Linked DNA regions of Mus musculus: region 1 is linked to region 2. Evidence: chromatin contacts called from public Hi-C data. All regions are on one chromosome and are shown on one strand. The core of a region is the stretch at or near the end of the contact, and the rest is flanking DNA. Distances in the headings are between cores, read along the strand shown.

What was found. A called contact is a pair of places that touch in the nucleus more often than the background predicts.
Region 1: a Hi-C map of cortical neurons shows a contact between it and region 2, with 2.8 times the contacts expected there. The contact joins two enhancer-like sites. A contact is called at or near these places in 9 of 484 Hi-C or Micro-C datasets (the N1E-115 cell line, cerebellar granule neurons, cerebellum and 4 more) and 2 of 115 datasets of contacts at active chromatin or transcription factors (VIP interneurons and embryonic basal ganglia).

The regions. Positions count from the first base shown.
Region 1 is chr9:47,438,856-47,441,555 of GRCm38.p6, reverse strand. No RefSeq gene overlaps it. Among named protein-coding and RNA genes, the nearest start is that of Gm31816, 72 kb to the right of the region's middle. Within about 2 kb of position 1,260, at least 13 of the 459 cell types and tissues checked have an H3K27ac peak or open chromatin away from gene starts, as enhancers often do. A contact at or near this core is called in the N1E-115 cell line and cortical neurons, where this site is marked.
Region 2 is chr9:46,736,212-46,738,911 of GRCm38.p6, reverse strand. No RefSeq gene overlaps it. Among named protein-coding and RNA genes, the nearest start is that of Gm31614, 93 kb to the left of the region's middle. Within about 2 kb of position 1,366, at least 22 of the 459 cell types and tissues checked have an H3K27ac peak or open chromatin away from gene starts, as enhancers often do. A contact at or near this core is called in the N1E-115 cell line and cortical neurons, where this site is marked.

The DNA.
Region 1 (2,700 bases), core at 11-2,510, 700 kb before region 2:
CATGCTTTATGGGGACGGACCTCTATGCACTGTGGCGTTGCATTTGTCATGGGTGTCTCTCTGGAGGGTGGAAGTATAGGATCAGATCATCTGCTTAATTTAGTCAGAAACTCTCCAAACGGCTACACTCCTCTCAGTAATGTACAAAGGTTTCCGTAGCTGCGCATCTCTATCAAAACTTGTTCTTATCTGTCATATTTGTTTGTTCAGGAGGTTTCCTGGGGCAGCGGACTGCAGGGGAAGCAGGCAGGTTGATTCTGAGAGGGAGCTCTTGTAGAGAGAGATCCACGGCGGGGCAGGCATAGCTGCTAAACTTGCTGATGACACTTCTGGTTGTGAACCTCTGAATTTACACATGGAGGTGAGCATCCTACTGTGACAAGGTCTCCTCTTTGCATCCATGGGTGGCAGCATATGCTTTAGAGACTCTTTGAAACCAGCAGAAAAAAATTCAATCCAAGAGCTACATATTTTTTGACGATTACAAGTGATATTCTCCAGGCCTGGATGGTAGCTTTGACTTCCCTAGCTTCCTGTGTGACAGGGATTAAGGAGTTATGTTGCCCACAGGGCAGGTCTCAAAAGGCTTATTTCTTTGAGCAGACACAGAGCTGGGTGACAATCAACAACAATAGAAAACAAAGCTTAGTTCCCTCTGATACAATGAAGCCCAGCCCAGCTCCATAGCATCAAAGCTCAACTCAGACGCTCTTCCAGACTTTTTGTGGAAGCCCCTGCTCTCTCGCTGGCGGTCTCCAAGGCTCTGGGTCAGTCAAGGCTTCTCCTCTTCACAAGGGTCCCCATGATGGCTTCCAGTTCCACATAGAGCAGACTGAACCGTTATTCAACTCCCTCTCCTCTCAGCTGAACATCCCTTCCAGCCTAGGGGCTGGGCCAGCTTCCAACCCTGTGCTGTGCTGTGCCGAGTCCTCTGGGTGCCTGGGACAGAAGCCCCATGCTTCCTTTCCAAGAACTTTCAGCCTAGAACCTCCTTAAAGGAAGAGTAAAATGAGTGGACCGGGGAGAAAGAAAAAGGATAAGGGAAAGGGAGGGGGGAAGAGAGAGAGATAGGGAGGGATGAAGGGAAAGGGTGGGAGAGGAGAGGGAGCGGGATACGGAGAATGTGGAAGGAAGGCTTGAGTTCTTGGAGAATTGAGAGTTCCGCTAGAATGCAGCCATTTCCTTTGAACTCATTAGATTCCTTTTGTAAAGCAGTACTCCTATCTGCATCAAAGGGCTGTGGAGCTAGAGGGCAGGCTTTCCTCTCACGCAACAAAATGGAAGGGTGCCTGTGCGCATCTCCTGAATGAATGGGCACACGGAGGTGGGATGCTGCCCCCCCCCCAAAAAAAAACAAAGCAAAGCAAAATAAAGCAAAGCAAAGCAAAACAAAACAAAGCAAAGCAAAACAACAAAAACAGTTTCCAAAATCCCTTCCCTTCAATCTCCAGCCACCTCCCTCCTGCCCCACCCCCAACCCCACCCCGGGCCATCCCATGGCTAGACCGTTTACAAGACAAAGTGAAAGGACAGGTGGGTCAGCAAAATCTCAAGTTTATAAAAACAGAGCATTTGCCAGTGCAGTAAAGTGTGTAAGACAAAGATTTCCTTTTAGAAGTGGGAGCCTGCGAGTATAGGGGGATACAGGACAACCAGGAAGCGATGCCTCTCTCCCAATTATTGGGCGCTCTCGGCTGTACTTTGTTGACCTCGCTGATTTCAATCAGTTCTCAGCACATGCAGCCTTCACCTGCCATGAATCAAAACCTGGAGGGCTCTCTCTTCTCCACGCTCAGAAGGGAACCCTTTGATAAGGCTGTTAGCGATGCAAGGCAGAGCGGGTTGGGCTGGGTGGTTTTCGTAGACTGGCATTACACATTTATGATGTACACCAACGAAGGAGCAAGGGCTCAGCTTGCCAGGGCTGCAGAGGGGCGGGGTTTCTCCTGGAGAGTGGCTGCCCAGTGACTTGGTGATATCGTAACAAAGACTGAGGAGAGAAGGGCAAATGGTGGCAGGAAGGGATCACAGATCCCTTCTGAGGGAACACTATGGGATGTCTCTCGTTATTTCTGGGTTCTGTGGCACATTCGATTTTCTTATGGGTGAGTGGTGTGTGTGTGTGTGTGTGTGTGTGTGTGTGTGTGTGTGAGAGAGAGAGAGAGAGAGAGAGAGAGAGAGAGAGAGAGAGAGAGAGAGAGACCTTGTTTAATCTGCTCAGGCAATTCCAAAGACCCTAGTACTCAGTACCTACTAAATTAAGCTGAAGGCTGAGGACAAGGCTTACTTTGGTAAAATGCTTTCCATGCAAGCATGAGAACTTGAGTTCCATCCACACACATCAAAAGCCAGGTATGGAGGCGTGCTTCTGTAATCTCATAGCTGGGGAGGAGGAACTAGGCAGATCCCTGGAGCTGATTGGCTACCCGGCCCACTGACTGACTGAGCTCCAGGCTTATGGAGAGACTGAGGAAGATACTTAACATCTGGCCTCCTTGGGTACATCTGCATGTACATATACACACACCCACGAGACTGTAACGCAGACACACACACACACAGGCAGACACACACACACACACAGAGGCAGACACAGACACTGCCCCCCCTGCCCCCACATACCAGCGAGTGGCCAGATAAGGTGCCACACACCCTCTGTTTTGGAGTCACTTCTTGGATAGGGAAACTTAAGGAGGATTC
Region 2 (2,700 bases), core at 117-2,616:
GAGAGAGAGGCAGGTGATCAAGTGTAGGCTGGAAGAGGTGGTCAGAGGGTGCAGGTGGCTGGGGTTTTGTTCCACTCAGCTGACACTTATTGGATGCCCATTATATGCTGGGCTCTGTGCCAGGCAGTGGCACTGAGGATGAACCAAATCCCTGCACACCGTAGGGAGTGGGTGGGAGAGACTGACAGCATGGCGGGTGAGCCAGAACACATGCTTGTCCTGGGAGAGAAGGGGCCCGGGGTGCCCAGACTCCTGAGGCTCTGGGGAGACAGCAGACTTGCCTGCCAGACTCAGCCTCCTTGGCCTTCACTAAAACTTCTGCTTCTGAGACTGTAGAGATTTCTAGAGACTGTGGCCAGCACTGCAGCCTGGCCCACTTCCCTCTCCCTGCAAGTGTTTCAGTAGGTGCAGTCTATATAATATGCTATATATACTAAACAATTTTCTCTCTAGCACACACACATACAAGTCACTTGCATCCACGTAAGCACTCATGAATGCACATATACACATACATGCACATGTAGCCCCACACAGCTGAACTGCAGCAAGCCCAGAAACAGCAGACTCTGCCAAGGTCACCCAGGACAAAACCCAGAAAGGGGCTCTGAGCAGATTGGCTAGGCAGTGGGAAGGAAGGGAACCCACCCTTGGCACTTGTGCCTGGAACTCCAGAGCCTGCGGCTGCTCTCAGAAGGAAGAAAACCGCCACTCCTCCCCTACCTTCCCCCAAACCAATCCTGACATCCCGTAAACCAGAGTCAGCCCCAATGAAAGGGTGGTGCTGAATTCTGTTTACCAACCCAGCATCTAATTAAAATTAGCTGCTGCTTCATCTGGTTGGGTTTTTTGTTGTTGTTGTTGTTGTTGTCGTTCTAACTATTTTTAAGCCAGAGCCGCTAGATCGGTGCGGCCACTAGTAAGCTGTCAAATCAAATTTTCAAAAGCAAATTGCTTTTATAATTAATTTAATTATTATTACGGCTCCCAGTTTTGTGTTGCCTTAATGAACACAATCGGGTTTCACCCTCCGCTTCCCCCCCCACACACACACACAAGTACCCCTTCATTTCTACAGACCCACCTCACACCTCTCCCACCCAAGACAGACTCATAGAGAGGGAAGGAGGAAGGAGACAGGGCTTAGTCTCCTCCCTGTGCCCCTGTGTAGCCACCTCTTCTGGCATGCCCCAGCCTCACATAGAGTAATTAAGGCTTCCTCTTGGTGGGGTAATAAATGATCCCCCCATGTTTTAATTAACCCCCCCCCCGTCTACCCTGGCATCCTCACACCCCCACCCAAGTCTGTGAGTCTGTGTGGGTTGGGGAGGGACAGTCAGAAGAGAGACTGTGACAGCGGTCTGTCACCCAGGGTCTGGCATTCACTGGGGAACTGTCAGTTACTAAGGAAACTAGGAGGGAGAGAGGCAGGGAGAGAGGCGGTTAGATCCAATTTGGGGTGACAAGTGTGAGGAATGAAGATTTTGGCCTCTCCTCGTCTAATCACGAGTGGAAGTTTCCTGGACTGGGCAGTAGACAGGCACAGGAAAGCCAGTCCTGCAGAGACCACCCCTTTTCAGGAGCCCGGGCAAGACAAGGGACCCCATCAGAGGGCAGAGCAGCTCAGGATGCCCCTGACACACACCTCAGACTGCCGTGCACCCTTGCCTGTATGTTCCTGTGTGTTAGGTTCACCCCCATGCTGAGGGTTCTGGTTTGGGTGGCCATCCCTTCCTGTGATTCAGAGGTCCTCACTTCCGCATCCTTCTCTTCTCTGTCTTCAGTTTGCAATTCACCCCACCTCTCTTTTCCTTCCCCCCTTTTTAGGGAGGATCACTTTCATTCTATTTGTTTTCTCCTTCCAACCCCACTATGCTGTCTACCCAACACCAGCACACACAGTGGCTTCCCCAGACCTATCTCTCCCATGTCTTCCATCTGGGTAGGAAAGACATATTTTGATTCACATCTCAACCACCTTGTCCCCCAGTAGCCACCTCTCCTGCCTTCCTCTCCTTCCCCTCTCTATACTCTTTCTTCTCTGCTTTCCTACTCTCCCTCCTAACCCTTCTTTCTCTTCTCTCTGCTTCCCTTCTCCTGTCTCTGCAAGCTGTAGTTCAGATTCCCAAAAACAACAGAAGCACCACGCCCTATTATGACTCCCAACCAGGCTGGTGAAACTCTCCTAATCTCAGAGGGAGGCTGCCCATGAATGAAGAAATGAGGCACCAGTGGGAGAAGGGAGAATGGGATGGGGGTGAGGCTGGTAGACAGTCCAGGCTGGGGAGTGGCAGAGCTTGGGAAGATGGCCTCCCTGGCCCCTTGGTTGAGAAGAGCAGAAAATGCTGCTGAGTCACCAGTCCTGAGACAGTGCAGGCTTAGCTGGCAATGGGGCAGGGGACTCTGAACACTGGCTCAGGAATGGAGGCCTCTGGAGCTGCTGGAGACAAAGAGGCCAGTGCAGTATGCCTCCACCTCCCTAAAGGACCTGGTGCCTCCTCTTCACTTCCCAGTGATCCAGGCCAGAGCTTACAGGTCTCCCCTACTCCTGCAGCTACTTGGCCTTATCTCTATTGTGAGCAATTGACCAGGACTTGGATCTCTTGATGCAGAGATAGTCCTAGCTAACCAGTGTTCTGTTGTTTCTAGGGGTCCCTCAGAGAGATCCCAGGGTGCTGGAGGAAGGATATTGTTTACATG